Linked DNA regions of Zea mays: region 2 is linked to region 1. A link is a contact called in public Hi-C data. All regions are on one chromosome and are shown on one strand. Each heading gives the region's core, a stretch centred on a gene start, on an enhancer-like site or on the middle of the called end of the contact. The rest is flanking DNA. Distances are from core to core; before and after follow the strand shown.

The links. A called contact is a pair of places that touch in the nucleus more often than the background predicts.
Region 2: a Hi-C map of leaf shows a contact between it and region 1, with 6 times the contacts expected there. The contact joins the promoter of LOC103630226 here to the promoter of LOC100193240 in region 1. A contact is called at or near these places in 5 of 25 Hi-C or Micro-C datasets (ear, endosperm, leaf and 1 more).

Annotation. Positions count from the first base shown.
Region 1 is chr6:149,108,621-149,115,260 of Zm-B73-REFERENCE-NAM-5.0, forward strand. It overlaps LOC100193240 (40S ribosomal protein S5), which reads right to left and starts at 5,269. Exons shown (of 4, transcript NM_001138390.1): 1 at 5,152-5,269; 2 at 4,786-5,057; 3 at 3,821-4,024; 4 at 3,057-3,733. The coding sequence starts at 5,220. The coding sequence ends at 3,679.
Region 2 is chr6:149,298,111-149,304,855 of Zm-B73-REFERENCE-NAM-5.0, forward strand. LOC103630226 (UDP-glucuronic acid decarboxylase 2) reads left to right here and starts at 4,279. Exons shown (of 6, transcript XM_008651297.3): 1 at 4,279-5,286; 2 at 6,424-6,571. The coding sequence starts at 4,654.

The DNA.
Region 1 (6,640 bases), core at 4,019-6,518:
CCTAAGCCGACGAGTGAATGTCGCTGCGTGCCCCAGCCCAGATGGGTCGACGCGAGGCCGAGCGCGAAGGGGGGAAGTGAGGTGGCCGGAGATGGGCGTGAGAGAGGTGGAAATCCCGCGGCCTTCGTGTTCGTCCCGCGCCCAGGTCGGGTGCGCTTGCAGTAGGGGGTTACAAGCGTCCACGCGGGAGACGGAAGCGAGCGGCCCCAAGAGAGCGCCTGCCCCGTCCTCGTCCCCGCGCGGCCAACCCTCTCTAAGAGGGCCCTGGTCCTTCCTTTTATAGGCGTAAGGAGAGGATCCAGGTGTACAATGGGGGTGTAGCAGAGTGCTACGTGTCTAGCGGGGGAGAGCTAGCACCCTAAGTACATGCCGATGTGGCAGCCGGAGAGATCTTGGCACCCAGCTGGTGTGATGTCGTGGCCGTCGGAGGAGCGACGGAGCCTGGCGGAGGGACAGCTGTCGGAGCGGTTGAGTCCTTGCTGACGTCCTCCTGCTTCCGTAAGAGAGCTGAGAGCCGCCGTCGTCACAGAGCTTGCGGGGCGCCATCATTGCCTATCTGGCGGAGCTAGCCAGATGGGACACCGGTCTTGTTCTCTGCGGCCCGAGTCAGCTCGGGGTAGGGCGATGATGGCGCTTCCTGTTGACGTGGCTGGCCTGCGCCCTAGGTTGGGCGACGTGGAGGCTCCTCCGAAGCCGAGGTCGAGTCTGTCTTCCATGGCCGAGGCCGAGTCCGAGCCCCTGGGTCGCGCGAGGCGGAGGTCGTTCGGCAGAGGCCAGGGCGGAGTCCGAGCCCTGGGGTCGGGCGAAGCGGAGTTCGTCGTCTTATAGGGCTGAGCCCGAGTCCGAGCCCTGGGGTCGGGCGGAGCGGAGTTCGCCGTCTTCCGGGACTTAGCCCGAGTCCGAGCCCTGGGTCGGGCGGAGCAGAGTTCGCCGTCTTCCGGGACTTAGCCCGAGTCCGAGCCCTGGGTCGGGCGGAGCGGAGTTCGCCGTCTTCCGGGACTTAGCCCGAGTCCGAGCCCTGGGTCGGGCGGAGCGGAGTTCGCCGTCTTCCGTCGGGCGGAGCGGAGTTCGCCGTCTTCCGGGACTTAGCCCGAGTCCGAGCCCTGGGTCGGGCGGAGCGGAGTTCGCCGTCTTCCGGGACTTAGCCCGAGTCCGAGCCCTGGGTCGGGCGGAGCGGAGTTCGCCGTCTTCCGGGACTTAGCCCGAGTCCGAGCCCTGGGTCGGGCGGAGCGGAGCTTCCTATGGTGCCTTTGGCAGGGCCTGGCTGCCTGTCAGTCTCACTCTGTCAAGTGGCACTGCAGTCGGAGTGGCGCAGGCGGCGCTGTCCTTTTGTCAGGCCGGTCAGTGGAGCGGCGAAGTGACGGCGGTCACCAGGATAAAGATGTCAGGCCACCTTTGCGTTAAATGCTCCTGCGATTCGGTCGGTCGGTGCGGCGATTTAGTCAGGGTTGCTTCTTAGCGAAAGCAGGGCCTCGGGCGAGCCGGAGGTGTGTCCGCCGTTGGAGGGGGGCCTCGGGCGAGACGGAAATCCTCCGGGGTCGGCTGCCCTTGTCCGAGGCCAGGCTCGGGCGAGGCATGATCGAGTCGCTCGAATGGACTGATCCCTGACTTAATCACACCCATCAGGCCTTTGCAGCTTTATGTTGATGGGGGTTACCAGCTGAGAATTAGGAGTCTTGAGGGTACCCCTAATTATGGTCCCCGACAACCGGCGAGGTCCACCCTTCGTCCTCTACACTACAAGACGAAGGCCTACGTCGACGTCGCCCCGTCCCACGTCCTCACCAGACCTGGAGGCCCACGTGGGATTCGGCCCATTATAACAGGCCCCGCACGGAGAAGTGTGTTACGGGCCCGATTTATAATTGCTTTTCTGTAATGACAGTCTGTAACCCTCCTTTATGGGAATATTCCGGGGATAGTCCAGGTGCCTGAGGGTACATGCGTCCTTACATCGAGACGTTGGGCACTCAGACACCTATAAATACCCCCGTAAAGTGCCCTTGAGAGGCTGGATTAACAGAGCAATCGTCATCTCGAGTTAAAACCTTATTTGCATTACTTTCACTCCCCCGTTGGATCAACTTGCCCAGGAGAGCAAGTTCCAACAGACGATCAGGGCCTCAGGAAGGCGTGAAGTTGGCGTGACACGTGCCCAATGTTTAGGTCCGAGAGTTGCCTACTCTAAGAAGATTGGGTCTCGCGACATGGAGCCATAGCTCCCCAAGCACCCTAGTGACGATGTAGATGTTGGTGATGTGGGAAGGTTGCAATAGATTCTCCACCCGCCCTCTCGATGGTGACGATGAAGTCTAGGGTTCCGAAGCGCACGCTCACGCCTGAGACTCAGCTAATGACGTGGCTTGCCATCCGCTACCTTGTGATGGAGAAAAACGGCATGACACGCAAAAAGCTCGTACCTAACGTGACAATTGTTGGTGTTTGTACCAACGGTTAGTAATAATTGTGCTTTGCACATTTTGGAATGAATGATGTGCAAAGGGAACACGAAGATTTTTACTAGTTTGAAATGTGCTGATCACCATAAGGATTCCTAAACACCTCACCATACTGGAGTAGCAAACAACTAGCTCGTAGAGAGCACTTATTCTTGCGGGAACCAAGTTGGTGAGCGGTTACACCCTTGGGTTCTTCAACGAGAATCAGTTGCGGGAACCAAGTTGGTGAGCGGTGACACCCTTGGGTTCTTCAACGAGAATCAGTGAGGAGTGTCGACTCTCTAAAACATCAAAAAATAACCTTGAGCTTCTAAACGTGCAATTTATTTCGATTACTTACATTCATAGGATTGAGATGATAGCATAGGGTTGAAATTAGGGTGGAGACACTTAGGTGAAGTTGAATTTGTAATTAAGTGTTAGTTATTACAATAATTTTAGAGCAGCTTAATTAGATGCGGCTCAGCGGTGGCTGGAGCTGACGAGAGATTGCCCACGGACAGGTCCGCTCATTGAGATTTGAGACGAGACAGCGGTAGTGTCTTCTCGCATCAAATGACGACCCATCAACGATGATATAAAAAAGCAGACTTATATAAAAAAGCAGACTTAAGAAACTTATCTCATGGCCTGATTATGGCAATCCTGATTATGGCACAATGTAACACGGAGAGAGAGCAGGCAAGGGTATGGAAACAAACAGATCCATAGCTACAATTGTGTCACCTAACCAATAACACGGAGAGGTGCAGTGCAGATAAAACTATTGGTACAAACCAACGCAAGCAAGGTAAGCTAAAAATATCCTGGGGGTGAAAAAGGCTGGTTTGAAACATGTTTTTTTTAAAAAAAAAAAGATCTTCCCATTCTTGTATTGGTTTGCCTAATCTGCACCAGCAGCTTGATTTGCACCTGCTATCATCAATTGTCTAACCTACAGAAGATTGCCAACATAGAACCGGTGACATCTGAGTGACAAGAAATACTACATCGGCAAGCCAGCGGCGACGCCAACAGCACTCACAAATTCACAAGCAGAATATCTCAGTGCGCATTTCTGCACCAAAACAACTGCATTTCACAGTAATTTTCATTGTTCACTGAGAACCAAAACCTTAGATATAGGTCTCAAAGTCTAAACATGGGTAAAAACACAAGAAAAAAATACGACTGCCAGAAACGTAGTTCTAGTGCAAGTGCACCAGGATACAAGCTCCACTCAACGGTTGGCCTTGGCAACACGCTCAATCTCGTCCTTCTTCTTGATGGCGTAGCTGTGACAAGAATTGCCATGAATGAGCACAATTCACATCGCAGATAGGAAAAAAACAACCAAATATAGCCAGACAGGATATATATACCTGTTGGAAGAGCCCTTGGCAGCGTTGATCAACTCATCTGCAAGGCACTCAGCAATGGTTTTGATGTTCCTGAAAGCGCTCTCCCTGGCACCAGTGGTGAGGAGGTAGATGGCCTGGTTCACCCTTCTCAGGGGTGAGATATCCACAGCCTGCCTTCTCACAACACCAGCTGAACCAATACGGGTGGCATCCTCACGTGGTCCACTGCAAAGACAATATCAGCACAGAACACCAGTTTGACATCTCAAGAGCCAACATGTGTAATCAATAGTTTGAGTTATAGTTGACATCTCATAGCACATAACTTTGAGCTGCATGGGGCATGAAAACAATTAAATAGATAACAACATAATTGACATAGAAATAACAATTATAAGAGATATTAACATGAGCCGTGAAAACGAATGGGCAGAAAAGCAATGAGATAATACGAGTCAAAATTCACATTTTGACTGAAACTGGAAATGGTAGAGTATGGGGCACATTGATCAAGTACAATCAGCTTAAAAACATACATTCTAGTATGATGAGAAATTGTGACATGGCATTTATTTCGAATTTCAACAGCTGGCATTTGTCAACGATCATGCTATCAGATTTAAAATAGCAGGAACCAGCAAGGAACTTATATCAAACAGCACTCCCCTTTGAAAGACAAATTATACATGATCTCATACCAATCAGTTTAAATGCATATCAGATATATAAAACTGGCAACAAGCAGCAAGGAAATACATAATAGCTCTATCAAAGTGCAATCTACTTCAGAAGACAGAAATTATACATAAATTTCATAGAAAATTATACATGAATTTCATAGGAATCAATTCAATTGCATAGTAAAAACAAACGTTTCACCAAAAGTTACCGCATTCCAAAAAGTATCAGCATAAAGTAACAAGTTTAGCTGTTATTAGCCTGACAATACAGAGATCGGGAGTGAGGACAGGAGAGCAAGGTAGTACCTGTTGATAATGGCGTCCACGACCACCTGGATGGGATTGGCGTCAGTGAGCAGGTGGATGATCTCCAGGGTGTGCTTCATGATGCGGACGGCCATGACCTTCTTGCCGTTGTTGCGCCCGTGCATCATGAGCGAGTTGGTGAGGCGCTCGACGATGGCGCACTGCGCCTTGCGGAACCGCTTCTTGGAGTAGCGCCCCGCGGAGTGCGGCAGGAATGTCGCGTGCTTCGCCGCAGTCACAGCCAGGTAGTCGTTCAGCGAGATATCGTTCACCTGTAGATTTTTTCCATTGGAGTTTAATCCACTGCTCACAGTAGCATGGCTAAAGAATCGATCGAAGTGGAGATGTGAAGAGCCATTCGCGTACCTGGACATCGTCGAAGGTCCAGCGGTTGAAGAGCTTCACCGCGTCCTGGGGCTGCTCCACCTCCGCCATGGCTGAGATCGAGAGAGCGATGTGCTGTTTCGGCGGCGGCGGCGGCGCGACTAAACCCTAGGGAAGTCACCGCTCGCGGGGTGCGAGGTGGATTCTAATAATAGGTGAGAGCCTCCCGGGCTAGGGTTTCTGATCCGACAGCTGTCCGCGCATCTGCTGGACGGTCACTGATTGCAGGGCCACGATATCCCATAAGCGGATCGGGCTTCGTTCCTTAGGCCTTTGGGCCCATTCTCTCCTTTCTTATGTTACGAAAATAAACCATCCTGCTGGGCTTTCTCAACTCCTTTCGTTCATACTACTTCGTGTTCGTTCTTCGCAGTCCGAATAGCGCGAAAACAAAGCGCGATGTATATTTAGGGATTCAAATGTTAACTAGAAAACTTAACGCTTTGTCGTGTTTTCGTGTGTCGGCCTAGCATTTTCTATTATAGTTATATTGATACAAGGTTTAAATATCTATATTTTACAATATGAACTAATATTATTAATATTTATAGCAAAGGATTTGCTATATAGTCAGTACGTCTCTATTATATAGAGCTAGTTTTCACCGTGACGCGTCAACGTTTTTTTAAAAAAAAACTTTATATTTTTTTGTAATCAACCATGGTCTAATTGTTGGAACGTGTCGAGGCAGTGGAGCATCGAGCCTCCCAGCAGGTTGAACACCAACGTGGCCTCACCATTGACGGATGATTCCAGCCTAGACCAGTCGTCACGGCACAGAAGCCAACGATCGACTAATAGAATTAATGGTAACCTGCATGAACACACTGACACGGTTCGGTGACGCACTGGATCGTCAGTTCGTCACTGTAGGAGGTCTGGTGCACCACCGACAGAGCATAAATTGTACATTTTCTCCAATGGCTATGTTGGTTGTTGAGAACTATAAATATCTCCAATCAGCACATTGAAGACATAAGACTCACCCCAACTTACTACACATCAGGTGCAACCTCTATAGGCTTCAAAATCCATTTCTACGCCGCATTCGATCGATTTGAGTTTGGGAAACTTATCGCCTTGTGCATTTGAGAGTTCTTGTTATCTTGAATCGAGTTTTCATTCTCACTCACCCATTCTCTTTTATTGTAAAGTGAGGCAAGAGATTCCAATTCTTTGTGTGGAGGTCCTTGGAGGACTTGGTGGCCCTGAGATAGTGAAAAAAACTCATCCGGCCTCTGTGACCGTGTGAGAGAGGGTAAGAGTTGAAAGACATATCCTTTGTGGACACCTCAATAGGGACGTAAACTCTTTGGAGTTGAATCTCGGGAAACAAATCGCTTGTGTCTTTGCGTTGATCACAATCATTGTGATTTGGTTCTTCCTCTCCCATTTCTCTAGTTCACTTGCTTGCGATGATTTGAGTTGGCTACCAAAGTAATTTGTAATTGATTGAGCAACTCTAAGAAAA
Region 2 (6,745 bases), core at 3,029-5,528, 190 kb after region 1:
TCTATTCGTTGCTTCATGCCCCATATTATTGTATTATTGGGCCCATTTGTCGGGGTCCAACTCCTTTGTAAGTGCTCCCCTTAGGCTATAAATGGGAGGGCACTTGTATTGCAAGATGATAGACACTTGACCACTCTCGAGCCATCTAGGGACTCGGGGTCGAGACAGACTCACTTGAACTCCCTCGAAGACATATTCATCCAGACCCAGGCATTCTCAACCTCTCAGCAATACAACTCATAGTGGAGTAGGGTATTATGCTCCAGCGGCCGAAACCACTCTAAACCCTTGTGTGTTCTTGTGTTCGTCCATCTCATCAGGCAAACCCTAGGCTACCTGTCACACCCAGATTTTAAGAGGCAAACCCGGGTGCGTCTCATATGTACGCCAAAGAAGATCAACACGTACAATGATTCAGTGTATAGAGACGAATGTCACAAACTTTATTACATAAATAAAATGTCTTACAAAATAACTAATAATAAAGAAAGCTAAATAATATTATTATCCATTAGCACCATCAAGCTAACTGGGAGACGACACCTAGACCTCGTCGAACTCATCATAGTAGTCCTCCTCCGAGGGCACCTGCTCTTCACCTGGGGGGGTTATTGCAAGAGTGAACTCACATATGTTCATCGCTCAGCAATTGTGGGGAATAATGTGCATGAGCTCACTTATGGTGTGGCTCATGTATAGTGCAAGGCTGATCAACAAATAATGATTAAAGCTGAGCATTGCTTTTAATAAGTTGCTCAAAATTTTATTAGCAGATACTAAGTATAAGTATATATCATCTCAATTAAATAAGAGATCACAATTAATAATAAATCCATAATGCAATGTATCTGACAGATTAAGTTTAATTCTATAAGTTACTCATGTGAGGGTCTGAGCTGCTCATGACCGTGAGCACGACTGATATACCAGTTTTACACTCTGCAGAGGTTGCACATCTTTACCCACAAGACGTGTTCCCTTTGTCGCCTCGGGTTGATCGGACCTTAAACACTTCCAAGGTGAGTAGGCGAGGGTACACTACGAGGCCTTTACAAAGTTCCACTAGAGGAGAGAACCCGCTACGGATTTTGGGCCAAAAGCGGTATAGGAATCCCTCGTCCGAAAAACTAAAAAGACAGCCCGACCCGAGGACCTCCCTACACTTGCACTCCTCCACCCGCTTGCCCATTTCAAGAAAGGGTTAACTCACACTAGCTTTCCTAATTATCCAGCCAAGGGCGTCCTATTCCACCATTGTGGAAGCACTATTTTCCCAAGTGGTCACTCCATGTTCGAATTAACATAATAATCTTATCATGAACATTAAATAATCCATTGATAGTAAATAGCATGACAATGAATAATATGTGTCATAACACTCAAAACCATATAGAGCAATAGCAGATACTACCCAATAGTTCAGTGGTAATAAGAGTGATCAAAGGCACAACTTGCCTTCAGCGAGCTCCTGCTCTGAATTTTCCACCTGCTGAGCTCCAGGTTCCTCGGTCACTTGCTCGTCTATTCGCAACAATACAAACAAATATGGTATAGGAGAAATTAACATCACACCAAACATGATCACAAACTGCATAATAATATTTTATGCGTCGCTACGAGATCATAGGTTCGAGAACCACTAAAACCAGAGTTACAGTTAAGAAGGTATGACCTTTCGAAGTTTTATGAGATCAAAATAGTGGTAATATACCTATTCTATGTTAATTAATGTCATTCATGTGGGAAGTGATTTATTAAGAATTAGATAGTTCATCCATAATCTAATTTACAACTAAATTAGGACCAAGTTAAGATACCATACTTAGTTTTAATCAGGAAGATTAATCTACTATACCTAGGTTAAATGATTATCCATTTATAAAAGTATGTGATATGATATGAATTAGTGTTGTACTATGTAGACAATATTATTATAAATCTAATGCAATCTGAATGGATCAAATCAGAGATAATATGAGAAATTATGAATTTCATAGGTTCTTAGATTTATTTTCATACCTAATATTCCATTTTTAGATTAAATTTATAATCAGACACGGCTACTGCACTACGATCACTATTCCTTGAAACCCAGGGTTTACTTTATAAATTTCAGGACCTTACTATAATGGTCTTTACCCAAGCGCATCAGATTGGTTTTACTAGAGTACAAGGACTCATATGCAAAAAGGGCGCGGATGAATGAATAACAGGTGCATTTGGGCTATCTTACTAGAGATCTAGGGCTCGAATTGATTAGTGAACCGATACAGAGTGGTGGCCGTAGGATCTGAGATTACCAGTTGCGATTATAAGCCGAAGGGTTACCCGTCCGATCTAATCCCACACGTCGGTTGTGATCCAACGGTCGCGACTCGTCTTCTCACCCCGCGGCCTCCAATCGGCGGCGCCGCCACGACCCCCGACGAAGAGTTCACGGGTTAGCGGCATGTGTGCTTGGTTTCCCTGTGGCGGCGCGGACGGTCCACGACTTGGGACCGGACGATCTATGGCCTTGTTGTAGGAGTAGATCTTCCCTATGCACTGGCCAAACGGTCCGTGATGGCGCAGAGGGTCTTCTTCCTCGCGAAGGACCCTAGAACTCGCCCCTGGGAGAGATCTCATCGATTGAGAGAGTTCCAAGGTTTGCCCCAGGATTGGCAAGCCACCTGGGTCGTCTTTGGTCGCGTAGAGTCGAAGAGAGATGGTTGTGGCAGGCCATAAATAGATCTAAACTTAGGAGCGCTCTGGGCCGGGCGGTCCGCGATTGCATAGAGGGTCTTCTTCCTCACGATGGATCCTAGAACTCACCCCTGGGAGAGATACCGTCGAGGGGGAGTTCCAAGGCATGCCCCAGGATTGGCAAGCCACCTAGGACGTTTCTGGTCGGCGTAGAGTCGAAGAGAGATGGTTGTGGCAGACTACAAATAGATCTAAACTAAGGCTACACTATGTCTACTCTTAAGGCATGAAAGATAAATGCAGGTAAATAGATTGGTTCGATTGGATTGTGTTCGGGAGTTCTCAATCGTCCGTAACCCCTTTATATTTATATGGGAGGAGGTTTGGGCCTGTTCTTAGCCGAGTACCAACAGATCCCCATGGATAGGTTAAGATAACCACATATAGGATAAGCACTCTCGCACGTGATTATTTTGTGGCGGGGGTGCAGACCGTCTGAGCCATAGCACCGGATGGTCCGAGCATGCCCAAGTGTCAAATATGATGTTCAACACATACCAATCAACACTTTCTAGTTTCTATAAGTAGTTATCAAATATAAAAATATACTGATTTAAATGTCTTGCTAGCTAAATATAGATATAAAAAACTCTTTCAAATATATGCATGATATAAAAAATGTTAGTGTGAAAATATACAAAGATGACTCATTTATTTAGGAGAGCGAGAGCATCTCCAAGGGACTTTTTTATTTTTGACTCCCTATTTGACTCTCTATTTACCTCTCCATTAAGATAAAATTTTAGATGTAGCATCTCATTTCAATAGACAGATAGCTTGGCGAGTTGAATGACTAGTCTGTTAGAGAGTTATTTTGCTATTAAGTAGCTAAAACTTAGCTTGATAAGTTATTTGGCTAGTATCTTAGACCCGTTTGTTTCCTCTTGCTAAAGTTTAGCACTGCACTTTTTAGTTTAGCTACTAAAGAAACAAACATGGTGACTAAAAGTGTTGTGCTAAAGTTTAGCACCCATTAGCGCTTTAGCTCCACCAAATATGTTAAACTACGCTAAAACTGGTCCCTCAACCCCTTTCTCTTACCTCCTCCACCCACACCACACCACCTACTTGTATCCAAACAACCCTTAAATGCTAAAGTTTAGCGGGTGGAAACCCCTTATGCTCCGTTTGGATGTTGATATTGGACAACAAGGAATTGAATTGAGCTCAATATTAAACCAACCATGATATTGAAATGAAATGTAATTTTAATTCTATTGTTTGAATGTCACTGAATTTGAACTTAGAATTGTGTGGTCTAATTCACATAATACCATGGGTGATGCTCTGTATTGAAAAGTTGAGTTTCGAGTTGTAGTCTAATTTCCAAAGAATTGGGTCTCTGATTCCAAATCTCAATTCTATGCGCAACCAAACAACAAAAATTTTGAGAAAATGATTTCAACTACCAATTCTGTGCTCTAATATCTGCATCCAAATCGGGTATTAAAATCATGTGAGAGCGAGTTTTTTAAAGATGTCAAAGATGCTCTCAATTCTAACCACCTGGCAGCCCGTGTAGCACATGCCCCCACCGTCAGCCCACAACAACGAGGGTAGCCGCCGACGAGGCCAGTAGGCAGTGGCCACCCACCCCTGTCCTCCTCCGGGTCGCACACCTGTCCCGGCGGCCTCCCTTGCGCACCCGATCACACGCACGCACCGCCAGTCAAAGCCCCCACCTCCCGGCCAGCCCCCACCGCCCCGCGAAGACTGGGTCCCTGCCGTCCGCCCCACATCCAAGGGCCCCGTATCCCTCCTCCGGCGAGCCACCGCTCCCCCGCCCATAAATACCTCTTCGCTCCCGCCGCTGCCGCTGCCACCCCCGCGAGACCTGTCCGAATCGCGCCCAGGTCCCTCGCTGGGAGTTTCGCCGAGGGCCCTCCCGCCTCCCCTAGATTCACGACGGAGATGGCGTCCGAGCTCACCTACCGCGGCGGCGGGACGTCCACGGCCGCCGGCGCCGGCGCCGGGGGATACTCACCGAAGCCGTCCAAGCCGCTCGCGTGGCTGCCCCGCGCGGCCCGCTACGCCGTCGCCGAGCATCGCCCGCTCTTCGCGCTCGCCGGGATGCTGATCGCCGCCGCCGTCATCTCCATCGCCTCCCCGTCCGCCTCCTCCTCCTCCTCCACCTCCACCTCCACCGGCGGCGCCGCCTCGTCCTACTCCAACAACAACAATCCGCTCGCCCGCTTCCCCGTCGAGCCCGCCCACCACCGCGACGTGGCCACGCGGCACTTCGTCGGCGGCAAGGTGCCGCTGGGCCTCAAGCGGAAGGCGCTCCGCGTCCTCGTCACCGGCGGCGCCGGCTTCGTCGGCAGCCACCTGGTGGACCGCCTCCTCGAGCGCGGCGACAGCGTTATCGTCGTCGATAACTTCTTCACCGGCCGCAAGGACAACGTTCTTCACCACCTCAACGACCCAAACTTCGAGATGATCCGCCACGATGTCGTCGAGCCCATCCTGCTCGAGGTCGACCAGATCTACCACCTCGCCTGCCCGGCGTCCCCCGTCCACTACAAATACAACCCCATCAAGACAATCATATCCTTTCTCTACGAATTCCTTCAGTTCAGTTCCGTTGCGTTCATTTCCTTTCCTCCATGAATGATTCGTGATTGATGCCTGGATCGCGATCGCTTCTATTTTTCTTCTTCTTTTGGTGCCTAAACAAAAATATTTTATATTGTTATTGGGATGGACTTGGTTTCTATTGCTTTTTCGTGGGGAATTTCCAAATTTGTTTCTTCCTGCGGGTTTATCGGTTAACGCGCGATGCATCTGAGGAGGAGGATCGATTCACTACTCTTTGAGATTCCGTATCCGTCTCTGAAATGGGAATATGACAATTTTTTTAAAATCCGGTACCAACAGGTATAACCCCCCAGAACTACGATTTCCTTCCACGGAAGGAGAATTTTGTCCGGAGCTCGAATTTGTGCCACGTTTCACTTCGTTTTTTGGAGTTTTCTGCTCAACTGAGGGAAAGCAGAGCCACCAGAGCTTGGCCGTTTCAGATCTCTGTCTGCTAGGCTGCCCTTTGCTCAAGGGCAATCCTCCCTTTTCATTCAACGCAAAAAAAAAGATCTTTTTTTGCGTCTTTCTATGAAATCTGGTGACAAATGTTCAGTTGAACTCAGATTCTTCAGATGCAATTGAAGATCTCAAATCATCACATCATTTTTTCTGTCGAAATAATTTATGTGTGTGTGTGTTTTTCTTAAAAAAACTGTTTTTTATGCTTCTGAATGCTTGCTGCATTTTCCCGTGCATTTGAAACAGGAAAAACGTACTAGCGAAAGCTATAGCTGTGATCTGAACTCAATTGCTCCGTACCGTTTTACTTTGCTTCATGATCCGTTAATGAAAGCAAAAAGTAAGCGCACGGTGCGCATGGATCTGGGTTAGTTATGTACTTTGCTTACTTCTGACATAAAGGGCGCATTTCAATTTTCAACAACACAAAAGTTGACGTCCAAGTGGCCTTTGCCTTTTCCGCTTTCTAAGCAACTTCGCTTACTGTTCACTTCACGAAATTTCCTTATGCTTTACTTGTTTTGCAACTGAATGTGGAGTAGCAATGTAACAAAGTGAAAAAGGGTGTCTGGCTGATTCATTTAGTTTCTGCTCGTTTTGCTTTCTTGAGATGGTTCGTGTTAGCCTTAACCTTTGTGATAGCACAAGACCAATGTGGTTGGGACTCTGAACATGCTCGGATTAGCAAAGAGGATCAACGCCAGGTTCCTCCTCACCAGTACCAGTGAGGTCTATGGTGATCCTCTCCAGCACCCGCAGGTGGAGACTTACTGGGGCAATGTCAATCCCATCGGTACTAGCTCTTCTCGTTTACACTCTCTTTGTTGATCTCTTGAAATTAATTTCTTGCAGTGACAATTAATCATTCATTTTTCTTAGATCTAGCGTGATGAGGTTAGCTAATTGTTAGTTAGGTCATGCATATGTCAAAGACATAGCCGGATCCTCCTTTTAGCAGGGAACTGTC